Linked DNA regions of Cricetulus griseus: region 2 is linked to region 1. Evidence: chromatin contacts called from public Hi-C data. All regions are on one chromosome and are shown on one strand. Each heading gives the region's core, a stretch centred on a gene start, on an enhancer-like site or on the middle of the called end of the contact. The rest is flanking DNA. Distances are from core to core; before and after follow the strand shown.

Region 1 (6,512 bases), core at 532-3,031:
ACAATTGATTTTTACCTACAAAATCGATTTTATTTTACAACAGTGTCTTGTACAAAGCATCAGAATGATTTAGGAAATACAACCTGGAGCTGGAGCAGGGCTCAGTTATCTATTTGGAAATAAAACTCTTCCCTGTACAAAATTTATGTTGGTTCAAATGTTCACATAGTCTGCGGTTCTGCCTTATTTCTTACACTTACTGAATGTTCAAAGAGCATTTAATGTGATTCAGTGCTAGAAAATACTGGAAGCAAACACACAGCCCCCATCCTCCAGGTGAAACTGGAGGGTGCAATGTATTTTCTGTGGATAAAAATTTTACTTATTTTGTTCTATGGCATACATGTGACCATACACACATACAGAATGCATACATGTGTTTAGGAAAATCATTTTCTCCTGACTACTTTGGTTTTTGCTCCACATTTCCTTCTAAAAGAAAATCGAACAGCTTGTGGGAAGAATCACATGTGATCAACCTTGAAACTAATTTTGGGAATCTGTTGACATAAAATTGATTCTAACAATAAAAGAGGACCCATTTTCCCATATGGAGAAGTATAGCCAGGGTGGTAGTTTGAGGTTAATGGTTTAAATACTGCCTCAAATTATATGGATAACTATAATGTGATTTAGACACTGCCTACGGAGTATTAGAACTTTTAAATCCCACACTGAATATAAACAGCACTACACTGTGTGGCAAGGTACATTGTCAGATGATGTGCACATTCTAAAGAGATCAAATAGATCTGTAACACATTTTGAACTTGCACAAACCATTGTTTGTACATTCTGATAGGGGAGAGAGAGAGTCAGAGACAGACAGAGACAGACAGACAGACAGACACACAAACACACACACACACACACACACACAGAGAGAGAGAGAGAGAGAGAGAGAGAGAGAGAGAGAGAGAGAGAGAGAGAGAGAGAGAGAGAGAGAGACTGACCGACGACCGACAGACAGACAGAGATTGTCACAGCTTTCGGTTTTACAAAGGCCTCTTGGCCACCTCTTTTGTCTATTTTTCATTGATAATAATAGAGTACTAGCAATGAAGCAAAGTAAATATCCTGCTGGAATCTTGATAGAACACTAGCTTTCACACAGAAACGCTGAGTCTTTTCATAGGGGCGCATTCAATTTCCCCCAAGTAATTCAAGGAAAGCAAAAACTCGGCCTCAGTACTTTTCAATGAGAGCCTTTAGCTAATTTGTTTTTCAGTAGGCCAATGTCCACTATGAAACTACAGCTTGAATTCTACCTAGACCCAGGGTGCTGACACAGGATGGAATCGGCCGCACGTACCTCCGACATTGTTCTTGTAGGTGTTATATAATTCCTTTACTCTTCTGTAACGGAAAGCCAACTTCCTCATCCAGTCCACTCCTCCTCTCACACCTGTTGGCAAACAAAGGTTCGCACTACTTGCAGCTGCATGGAAGCCATCAGTTGCAAAACTGTAGGTACTGCATCACCCAAAATACATTAAAAAGAAATAAAAGAAATAATTACATGTGCAAAATTCCACAGCTGAATTTCTGTAGGAAATGGAAGACTGTAAGGTATAGCTTACCTTAAGTCCTGACCGTTGTCATCTGAGGAAACATCATCTATATGAACTTGATCACATTCCTAGGAGCAAAGGAGAGAGCAGATATTACCAATTTCCCAAACAAGTTTACCCAGGGACTATGGCCACAAGATGGCAGCATGGGCCCAGCCATCCCTTCATCTAATGCTTGTGTTGGAGAAATGGTTCCAGTTCCTTTTTCAGATCCAAATTCAGAAGGATCACATAAAGCAGTCTGAAAACTTGGAATGCTTTGAAAAATAAGTTTAATCTTACAATCACTTATATGAAGAGCTCTTGAATCTTTGAGATCAGTGTAACCTCTAATCTGAAAACACACTGTGCCTTGGGTCTGAACCCATCAAGTAGTCACTATTACTTATTATTTGCCTAGTGGCAGCAAAGGGGTCTTGACCTCAGAGCATGGTGTCCTGTGAGCTTTCCAAGACTTCCTGCTTTTTTTGCTAGAGTGGGGGGGTGTTATTTTACTGAAAGTCATGGTTTTCTGATACAGAGCAAAGTTAGTAGCCGTTGAAGTTGACACCCTCTCTTCATCGGACTTAAAAAGCATTTTTAAATTTCAATGAATACAAGTAAAACAGTGAAGATTTACATACCAAATGCACTACAAATACTAAGGAAAATAAACTTAGTAAGTATGCCACTTTGGATCTGATTTCAAGTTTAGAGTTTGCTTAAAGCAAACAGTGGCTTCCACATAAGAACTGGGCTCTTTGAGGTTCTAAAGGTCCTGTTCTGTGTTTAAATGATCTGCAAAGTTCCAGTGAAACATTACATGACTTAAGGTGAAATTTGCTGGTAGGATTTAAAATGCCTAGCCCTAAGAGGAATAAATCCATGATTAAGAGTTACAAATGATTACAATTCACAATAAATCAATAAGTGTGTTTATGTGTGATGTGTGTGTATTTTGCACGAGATCGAAGCTACAGTCTTGCAAATGTTATGCAAGTGTTTTACTACTGAGTTACATCCCCAGCTTTTGTGCCTCTTATATTTCCTTTAGATTGTCTTATACCCACAGATTTTGATGCTGCATGTTAGCACTTACCATTCAAAAATCAATTAAAAAATAGTCAAGCTTGAAAATATGCAAGAAAGACTCTCCATTTCAAATTTGTTATAGACCTGGAAGTATCTGTAGCCAAACACTGAATGTCCAGCCTTCAGCCTTCACAAAGAACATATTTATCCCATTTAAGTTGACTCAGATTTCTTTTCACTTACAGAACTGGGATGGTTATGTAGCAGGTAAAGAACATGCAGCTGAGCCTGAGGACCTGAGTTTGAACTCAGGAGCCCACAAAATGGAAGGAGAGAACTGATTCTTCAAGTTGTCCTCTGCCTCCCACATGCGTGTGATATAGATAACTTCATTTGCCAAGTAAAGAAAATGGATATGAACTAAATAAACAACAAAACAAGCACAAAGCTGAGTGGCAAGCTCAGTGAATAAAATTTTGAAATGCAGCTTCAAAATGTATTTGAGAAGGAGAGATGGCTCAGCATTGAAAAGCATTTGCTGCTCTCCCAGAAAACCCAGTTTAGTTCCCAGCAATCCCAGGACAGCTGACAACACCCTCTTCTGCTGTGTGTATACACATGGCACACATACATGCATGCATGCAAAATACCCTGAAAGTGTAAACAAGAATACCTTTTAAAATTTAGGTATACATTTTTAATAGTTTATAAAGTTTATATAGATTATAAGATTCATAATTTTTTAATAAATCTCCACCTGTGTTCCTAGGTAAGAGTTATTAGAGTTATTCTAACTAGAAATCATCTGAGGGTTTTTCTGGGTGAGGTAATCTTGATACACTGATTTTTAGAGGCATATCCTGGAGGCAGAAAACAATCCAGAATTTGGGGAGTGAAAAAAACTGAATGGGGAATTTAAAAATTGGAAGGAAGGGGGATATGGAATGGGAAATATGCTCAAGATACATAACATACTTGTTTGAAAATGTCCTTATGTAACTACTCATGTGCAATGAGTAGTCAACAATAAAAATAACTCCTAGTTAAAAAGCAAAATAATTGCTTCTTAAATACATGGCAGACATCTAGACAAATGACAGTAATTGGTAGGAGTGCCACAATCGTTTTAAGTTCCTGACAAAAAGTTATATTGACATGAATTAATACCCCAGATGGTGAGGGTTGTGGGAAGATGTGGATGACATAAGTCAAGGGAAAAGAAAAAGAACAGAAAAGGAATTGAGGTTGCCTGAGCTATGGCTACTTCCCTTTTTTTTTGACAAAGAAGTAGTCGACGACAAGGATGCAGGCTACTCTGTAATGAAAGGAAACATTGCACCTCCAAAAAAAAAAAATAAAAACCTCAAATGCAAGTATAGCAAGCTGCTGCACTGAGCTTTAAAGTTATCTAAATAGTTAGCATGACAGCTGGAAAACCTGTTTCCTCTCCAGAATATGGAGGTACCGAAGGAGCTCAAGATGACCTAAGTATTTCTTCTTCAGACATGGTAATAGTTCTTTAAATAAATGTTAATGTGTATGAGTGTCTTGCCTGCATATGTATCTGGGTAATACATGTGTATCTGGTACCTGTTGAGTCCACAATAGGTGTTAGATCCTGCGGGAGTGGAGTTACAGATAGTTGTGAGCAACTGTCTAGGTACTGGGAGTCAGGTCCAGGTTGGATGGAAGAGCAGCCAGTGCTTTTAGCCACTAGCCATCTCTCTAGCTCAGACATTGTGACATTTTTGGGAGGACTTTAGATTGAAATAAATACCTGAAGCTCCTCACTCCGGTGAGCTGCCAAAATCTTTCTTCAAGTAAATAATATCATGTCTCTCTTATGTAATAAACTTACTTAAATCCCCCCAAATGGGCAGGGAGATTTTTGTGAGCTCCTCCAACCACCAGAAGTCATTCTTCAGTACATTTTGGTTCTAATTTTTTGAAAAGCTCCCTTGATGCTTCAAGTATTATGCTTACATGATTAATTTGTGCATAACTTGCCCCCAAATTCATTTTTTTTTTTTACTCCTGAGGACAACAGTATATCAAACGTATTGGACCATGAATTCTGTATTTGAAGTTAGGTTTGAGGGTCTTCCAAATCTCACTCTCTTTAAATTTATGCTTAGTAACTCTCTGTGTTGACTCTGGACAGTTGCCCAAGGATTACAGTCCAGTGAAAGAAACTTGAATTTCAATTACTTAGATTTTTAAGGGAAAAGATAAATAATTTTTCATCAACTAGTTTTCACTGTGAGGAGCCATGCAGGAGTCATTTTAACGCAAACCTACAACACTCCCCCAAACATCCAAGTGCTTTGGTTGTGAACATAGCTTAGCAAAGACCTCAAATGTTTGAAATAATTCTGGTGTTAATCATAAATGCTTTAAATTTGTCTTATAAGGTAACCACAAAGTTGTTCCTGGTCTGTTCCAGTTATAAGCCACAGGACTCCTCACTTGCTTTCATGAACCCCAACTCCCTGGTGCTTTCTCCTCTGGAAGTTATTCTAACTGAAATAACATTTTTTTGAACAGAGAGAATTCTCTTGCTGGGGTTGGGAGTGGGCAGATTGGAATGAAGTGTTGAGTAGTCAGAATCAGATTTGGATCTTTTAAGGGAGTTTGAGAAGAACAGCTGTCACTGCCCATGGTGCACCACGTATTGAAGCATTTACTGTTTCAAACTGATGCTTGGATACCACAGAAGATCCTAAGAGATTGAATCTTCAAGAAGAAAATTTCTCACAATAAGATAAGTAACGATAATGTGTAGCTGTCTTGAGCAATTGTGTGTAGCAGCAGAAGCAGGTTTGGCTTAATTCCTGTTATGGAGCCTTTGTAAGAAGTTTGCTGACAAAAAGGTTATTGACATAAATGTAATGTTCAAAATTAGCCACACAATATAGTTCCTGCCTGTAACTTATTAGTCCAGTGCTTGTTTGTGTCACTTGGCAATGCACATTTGTGTTTCCTGGGTTCATCTACCTTTGAAAACATGCACACACCATGATCAGGTCTAGCTTTTACAGAGCAAGTGGAGCACACTTCAATAGTTGAACTGTGGGTTTAAGTCAAATAGTGGTTCTGTGGAATTCTAAAACACACCCAAAAGAGAAACATCAACACCACTATTTTCTCAGTTTAATATTGTTGTTCATGACCACAGCCAGTATTTACAAAATACCTTTAACATAAAATCTTGCATAAGATGAAAAATCTAAAAGCATAATATGTAGCCATAGCTTTTTATGCAGATTGCAATATTTACTCTAAGCATGTAAATGTATTTACATGTTTGTGTTAAGATACCCTCACATTCTCATTTTAATGTTCTGCTAAAAGGTGAGGATTTTATTTAAATTCTATTTATTATTATTGCATATATCTGTGTGCATGCACTTCTGGTGTGTGTGTGTGTGTGTGTGTGTGTGTGTGTGTGTGTGTGTTGTGTGTGTGTGTGTGTGTGTGTGTGTGCCACAGTGACTTTGTGGGGCTCAAAGGACAACTTTGTGGAGTCCATTCTCTTCTGTCACAGTGAGATCTGATTGGCACGATGACCCTAATTTGCCCTATTCTATCTTATTTTTAATATGCCACCAAAAACTGCTAGGTTCATTTATTCCATGTGTTTCTATTTAAAAAAGACAAATGAAATAAACATCATAAAACTAGGTAAAACCATATACAATTTCTCTTAGTAACTTTGAAAATATTAATCGTCTTACGATTTTCAAGCTGAGATTCACCCATACTAAGAACAGGAAAAGTAACAAATAGCTAAATAGCTATTAGTGAACTGAAAATGTCAAGTTCCTTGTAAGTTCATTTGCAGGCATCATCATAAAAGCATCGTGTATGTCCGAGAATAAGGAGCAGAGGAATTAGCTGAAGTCGGGTTTTGCAAGGGTCGTCAGCATTTCT
Region 2 (6,741 bases), core at 3,617-6,116, 280 kb after region 1:
GATAGTCATAGACTATGTCATTTGAGTAAATGAAATTAGGATTGGAATACAGCTTTACATGATTTCAAAGCCCTGTATCTGCCTACTACTTGCAGAGCATTCTTCCAATCTTACCTTTATTTTAAATAATTCTTCCCTGAGGAAAAATGTACAAGTGTATTAGTGATCCTGAAGGAGTAATACAAGAAATTTGTTCAAAAGGAATGCCTCTTTAGTTCAAACACTAAACTCTCTGTAGTTTTTTTCTAATTGATGTTTACAAGGTCATATGCCCCTTGGCTTACAATAGAACAATGTCATAATGCATCAATTATAAACTAAAAAGCAAAAATAAATTACATACACCTAATCTACCAGACTTGTAGCTCTAGAACATAAGTGTAGAATATGGGTTGTTTCCCTCCATAGTCTTATGGCTGACCAAGCCCTTCTACTCCATACTGTTGTCCAGCCTTGTGAAAGTGGGTCTTACAGGTTAGTGCTAGTTTGCAAAAGAACCAAAACCCAGTATTAAAATGTCAAAGTCAGGTTTATTGGTGGATATACATCTTTTCCACTCTGTCCTAGAGTTAAGAACAGTTAAGTTAAATCACTTTACGTAAGGTACATTGCAAGTGGTTTTACAGGGCTTTGTGACTTGGGTTGATTTCATCCTTCTATCTTAAATAACTAGAAAACCAGACAAATTTTACAAAAATTAGTTTGGCAGTAGAAATAGGCCACAGAGTCTAGTGATTTCTGAGAAGAGAAATGAATGAGATGAACTGCAAGTACTGCACTAGAGAGATATCTTACTCACAGAATAGAGTGAGCCAAATGTGAGATTAGCTGTCTTGTCCAATCAGAGAGAGAGAGGGAGAGAGAGAGAGAGAGAGAGAGAGAGAGAGAGAGAGAGAGAGAGAGAGAGAGAGAGCTGGTAGTCTGGGTGAGTCAAGGTGGCTAGAATTTGAATGGCAAAATCATAGCAGAGAAAAATCTGGACAGAAAGACAAGCTGAGTAATCCATAGCAAAGATCTCTTAAATATTTGTCTGAATGTTATATATTAGAGGAAACTACTTGAATCCAGAAAATGAAATACTAGAAGGAAAAGTCTGAGAGAATTTCCCCCAAAGCTCACAGAGGGCAAAGAATGGACTGCTTTGCACTAAGAGTCTAAAGGTCTAGTACATGGGACTTAGCCTCCTCAGGGAACATTGCATCGGTAGTGAAGATAAATCATCCTTATGCTGAAAGCTCCTCTGGAACCATGTTAGTAAAGCTCAAAATATAAATCCCCAAAGTGATTCTTAAAAATATATCTGCATGTCAGAGCATAAACTAAGATTGTTTAAGGAAAAATATAATTCTAGAAGCAGAATCATAAAATTCACAATGTTTGACATTCACTCAGAACTTACCCAATGGTCCAAGCAGCTGGCTAACACAACTCACCGTGAGGAGAAAGATCATACATATGTCATTGAACATAGAGAAATTGAGCTTGTGCACAACTAGAAGTTTCACCCCTACTGCTTGGTGTTTATAATTCTGGAAGGTGTTATACAAGCTACTGGAAGAGAAAAGTAATCCTCGATCTCACCCAGCTATCAAACATGCACACTACAACAGTGACCTGTCTGTAATTTCTGTTCAGTGGTGCAATGGTGGCACAAATATTATAGGAGTAACCACTACCTTTGGTTGGATTTCAGGCCTAGTTGATAAGATTGACCCTGTGCCAGACACTATTATTGAGGTCAAGAACCTGAGTCTGTGTACACAGGTCATAAAGCCATAGGGGCAAACTTGCTACAATTATTCCACTTACACAACTGCCTAAGACATTCTCCATACCCATGTATCAATGCATCTCATCTGAGAAGTTCATTCTTTCATTATGTTCATCCATCATCAGAGAAGCTTCTTGCTGTAGCAGATGAGAACAAATACAGAGACATAAGCAAACATAATGCAGAGAGTGGGTGGCCTTGAAACACTTAGCCATAAATAGAATGTCTCCATCAAATCCGTCCCCTCAAAGCTCAGTGAACCCCAAGGGAGGGGAGGCAGACCTGCAAGGGTCTGCAGCAGTTCCTCTGTGTTCATATTCTTGCTTCCAGCTCAGTATTTTCCCGGGATTTCTGAGTGTATAAATGACTGCATCTCTGATTCTTGTGCCTTCATTGGTGCTTTTTTCCTTCTGTTTGTATGTCCTGTCCAACCTCGGTAATTTTTGTTGACCTCGTATTTTATTTGTTATATTTTTAAAATAATAAATGAATATGAATGAATGCTAAGTAGACACTAGGGCAAAGGTTAACACTTGTCATGTATGCCTGCTGAGAATGGGAAAATCCGTTTTCTCCAGTGGAGTGCCTCTGGGTACATTAACCATTCCAGGCAGTTCTCATGTTCAGGAGTAAATGATACGATGGACTCCAGAGTTTTTTTGTGTGTGTGCTTTTATTTGGTTACAGTTTGGTGTTTTGTTTGTTTGCTTTATTTGGGGGTGGTTTTTATTTTGTTTTCTTGTTTTCGGGGGGTTGCCATTGTATTGGGGGTTTGTGTGTTTTCTGAGAAAGTACTTAAAGTCAGGTGGAGGATCTGGAAGGACTTGGGAGAGGGGAAGAATATGATCAAAACATATTTAATGTTGAAAGTTGCTTTAAATAATAAAAATATTGTTTAGAAAAGGAGTTCCCTTTCTGAGGTATTGGGCTCTAGAATTTTAGCATGCGAATTGTGGAGAGGATACAATTCAAGCGAAACAGTGGCGAGTACTGGGGCCTTTTGATGGACAAGGGTCCTTTCTGAAAACTAACCCTCAAGTGTCCTCTTTCCTGGTGCCTTTCCCCGCTCACTTACAGGGCAGGTGAGGCAGTATGAGCCCTTGTTCCGTGGTCCTCATGGCCTTACAGTCTGCCTCTGGATGTGTCTCCTGGCTAAGACCCAGGAGAACAACCTGGTAATAGAGAATGCACTGACCTCTAGAATCTCTATCTGCTACTCACGTGTCGGAATCACATTCATAGCACATGGATTGTCTGCATTTTATGCAAGCCTTTTAACAAAATGCATTTTACCTGGTACTTTCCCATTGGAAGGTAGTATCTTTGGCCTTGGCATTATTATCCCAACTTCAGAAGGAAAACATTTCATTTGTATTATTTCATGTACCATACTGCCTTATAATCTGTGTGATACTTCTTTCTTTGTGAAACTGGGACACTTGTCAGGAGGGATGGTGAAGAGCTCTCTGCTGTCTTTGATTATCTTGGTGTTAAATAGAGACCAGTGCAGTAAAGGTGTCATTGATTTTTTTTTTCCCTAGGCTTATTTGGTAGACAACTGGTGTGAACTATCTTTATTTAGGTTTACTTTATAGTTTTCATTACAGGTATGCATGTGTGCTTTTGTAGGGGTATGTACACACGAATGCGGGTGTCCAAGAAGGCCAGGAGTGTAGGATCCTCTAGATCTGGAGTTACAGGCACTGTGAGCCACCGTAGCTGAGCTCGCATCCTCCGCAAGTTAACTGCCGGGCCATCCCTCCAGATTCCTCACGTGTGGGTTATTAACAGGTCTCTCTATCCCACATTTTCTATGACTGGCATTGTTCTAAGTGCTAATGTATTATGCATTTAACCTTCACACAGCCCCTGTAATGTGAGTACTATGATAATCCCATTTTATAGATGGTGAATTTGTGGCACCGAGAAGCTCAGTAACTTTTCTGGGATGCCATAGGAAGTTAGTGGCACACCTGTCTGTTAACTCTCAAAGTCCATTGTTTTGGAACCATTTCCAGTTCTCATAAATGGGTAAATGTGATCTGGGGCAGTCTGTTCTTCAAGACTGAGTGGAGGCAAAATTGTAATATCCTCATAGAATTAATGTATGTACAGCATTTAAAAACACGCCCACCACTAAAGCCAGCACACACAGTGAATGACTGAGAATTTATTATACACTATGAAGCTAATTGAAGCCATGTTGCCTCCTGCTGCTGATTAATCGTGTCTGGCTTCTGAAAAAGGATGATATTGGCAGATTTTTTGCTGTTTTATGAAGGATGGGACTGTGCTGTCAGTCTCTATGAAAATAAGAAAGAGGAGGTCAGAGGTGTTTTTGATAGCAACACAAAGGACCTTTATATGGTTTGGAAAGGTTGGAGGTGTTCACAGCCTGAGAACTGAGTCTTCCACCACCTTCTTGCAGTCACCTTGACCTCTCCTCCTGCCTTTTAAAGGAGCAATGAAAAAGGCTCCAGGATGAAGGAAGAACAGTTTTGAACATGTTTCAGAAACTAGGATTGTGAAAGGAAATTGAAAATTCTTAATTCTGAACCACAAGAAAAATCGTGTTCAGTGGGCCGGTGGTTCTGTGTGTGAGCCTGTGGAGCAGTTATCAGCAATCCTTTAGAAAATGCAGTGTTTGCATGTGGAGTGGGCTGCCCTCTAATTGCTGCAGCAGGCTACCACTAGGAAGAACAAAGGAAATATTTAGCACGTCGTAAATTCTTCTGCAGCCCTGTGGAGTGGCTGGAGTTCAGATTACACATTTATAACTAACATTTGAGAGCAATTTCTACTTCACTTTGAGACAGTTGTCGGAGAAGCTGCTGGGTGCTTTTCCTCCTTAGAGTAGAGAAATGCAGACCAAGTGCTCATCTGGCCTGGGACACTATGGAGCTTGGAGAGTTGCACCAGTGGAAATCATCTCCCATCTAGATTCACTTTTGAATGGGGGAAGTAGAATTCTGGAGTAGGAAGGACACACACCTCGGGCAGTGATCTGACAGCTCCCCAGCCTCTCTGAGGGCCAAGACTGAGACAGGCAAAAGAATAGGCAGGACCTAAAAATAGATTCAGCTCTCATTGCCAAAGAGAACAGGCTAGAGAGAGGGAGTAAATATCTTGCCAAGGGTATAGTGGAGCAGCCACACAGCACAGTCAGGAAAACAAAGCCATGTCAATGCAGTAGTGGCAACAAGAAGCCACTGGACAAAAGGTTGGTGGAAGCTGGACTGATCTTGAAGCTGTGTTTTGTGTGTCTTGACCTGACAGACTGGTATAGCTTTGTTTTTGGAAAAGATGCTTCAACTCTACACATTTTAGTGAACATGTTTTCTTAGCAAATGGAAACGCACTAGAGTGATTGGCCGGTAGTTTGTTATTTGTGAGTTCTCTCTGGCTTTACATCCTGTGGCTTGGCAGAGCCTTAAGAATTCTCCTGTCATTCTCCACACAGATGATTGACAAAATATGGGAACACATTATCCCCCGTGATCATAAGTTTGATGTTTCAACCAGCCTATGGTAAAAAGCTTTCTAGTGGAAGAGAAAGGCATGGTTTCTGGAGTTTGGGTGGCTAAATGCCCCATTCCCAAAATGAAAGAATTGGCATTTTCACTAGCTTGACCAAAATTTTATTTGCCTATTGGCTATAATGAGGTTTGTTTTCCCCAAACAAATTAGAAGAAATTACAAACAAATTCATATGCCCATTGAATTTAGTTAAGATGAAATATTTTTTAATAAGAAATTCCTCTAAACTTCAATGATGGAATAAATCTTACTAGGCCTATATTCCAACACCTCACTGTCCTCTCTTTGCCCCAAATTAAAGCTGAGGCTTTATTATTTAGAGTAAAGCCAGTGAGATAGGTATGGGCATAATCTGTACCTTAAATTTGGGATTATCTACCTAAATAGCTACCATGGCTAAATTAAATAAACACCTATTTACTTGTCATATTTGTTAATCTGATAGTTACAGTTCCTTTTCTAATTGATTTTGTAATTTTCCTAACTATTGGTTGTTTGACATAGAAGTTTTGGTTCTGTGGCTCATCTATATCTCATCCCACTGTAGGGAGGAATTAGCTTGTAACTCCACCACATGTATTCTGGTTGTAGAATGAAGGTTTCTCCATTTTTTTTCATTTTATTTTTGATCAGAAATGATTTTTAAAAATCAAAGACAAATTTGAAAATTAAAATGGTTTTATTATTTCATTCCTGGTCTTCAGTTCTGCAATTACAAAATGAATTTAAAGAATTGGTACTATACTGATTGACTGATTGTACTATTTGACACAAAGGAAGAGACTGCTAAATTGGGCATGGCGATGCGTTCGTGTAGACACATGCTTGTAATCCCAGCACTAAGGAAGCTGAGGCAGGAAAGCTGCCATGAGTTTGAGACCAGCCTGACCTACATGGAAAATATCATCATGTAAAGGTGATTGCCACCAAGCATGACCTGAGTTCTCTCCTGGGATCCTTTTGGTAGGAGGATACAACATCTACAAATTGCCCTCCAGTACCACATATATTCTGTATATGCTGTGCTTGTGCTCACAGGCTCTCTCTCTCTCTCTCTCTCTCTCTCTCTCTCTCTCTCTCTCTCTCTCTCCCTCTCTCCCATCTGTCTCTCAGTGTAATAAAAATGTAAAACAAGAAAAGAAAAAGACCAACCTAAAATATATGTGTACTTCAAGCATGTTTTTGAGAAATTAAAAGGAGAAAAGTATGAGATGATATAATTAGGTCAAGTAAGAGCTTGTCAAGTAATGTATTATGAATGTCTTCTGTCAGTTAATTTTCAAATGAATTAAAATCTGAGTGCCACTGAAGCTTTGTAGACAGTACCCAATGACTTGTTTATTCTAACAACTCATGCAGTTACTGCCTTGTCCTTTCGCTGGAGTGCGTCTGTGTTCTGAGATACTAATATCAGTCTAGATTGACCAGATGTC

What was found. A called contact is a pair of places that touch in the nucleus more often than the background predicts.
Region 2: a contact with region 1 is called in a Hi-C map of liver, with 4 times the contacts expected there. The contact joins two enhancer-like sites. A contact is called at or near these places in 3 of 8 Hi-C or Micro-C datasets (the CHO-K1 cell line, fibroblasts and liver).

The regions. Positions count from the first base shown.
Region 1 is chr2:242,422,915-242,429,426 of CriGri-PICRH-1.0, forward strand. Eya4 (eyes absent homolog 4) reads right to left here. Exons shown (of 16, transcript XM_035439078.1): 11 at 1,581-1,639; 12 at 1,313-1,473. Among named protein-coding and RNA genes, the nearest start is that of Eya4, 53 kb to the right of the region's middle. Within about 2 kb of position 1,782, at least 1 of the 6 cell types and tissues checked has open chromatin away from gene starts, as enhancers often do.
Region 2 is chr2:242,695,470-242,702,210 of CriGri-PICRH-1.0, forward strand. No RefSeq gene overlaps it. Among named protein-coding and RNA genes, the nearest start is that of Eya4, 220 kb to the left of the region's middle. Within about 2 kb of position 4,867, at least 1 of the 6 cell types and tissues checked has open chromatin away from gene starts, as enhancers often do.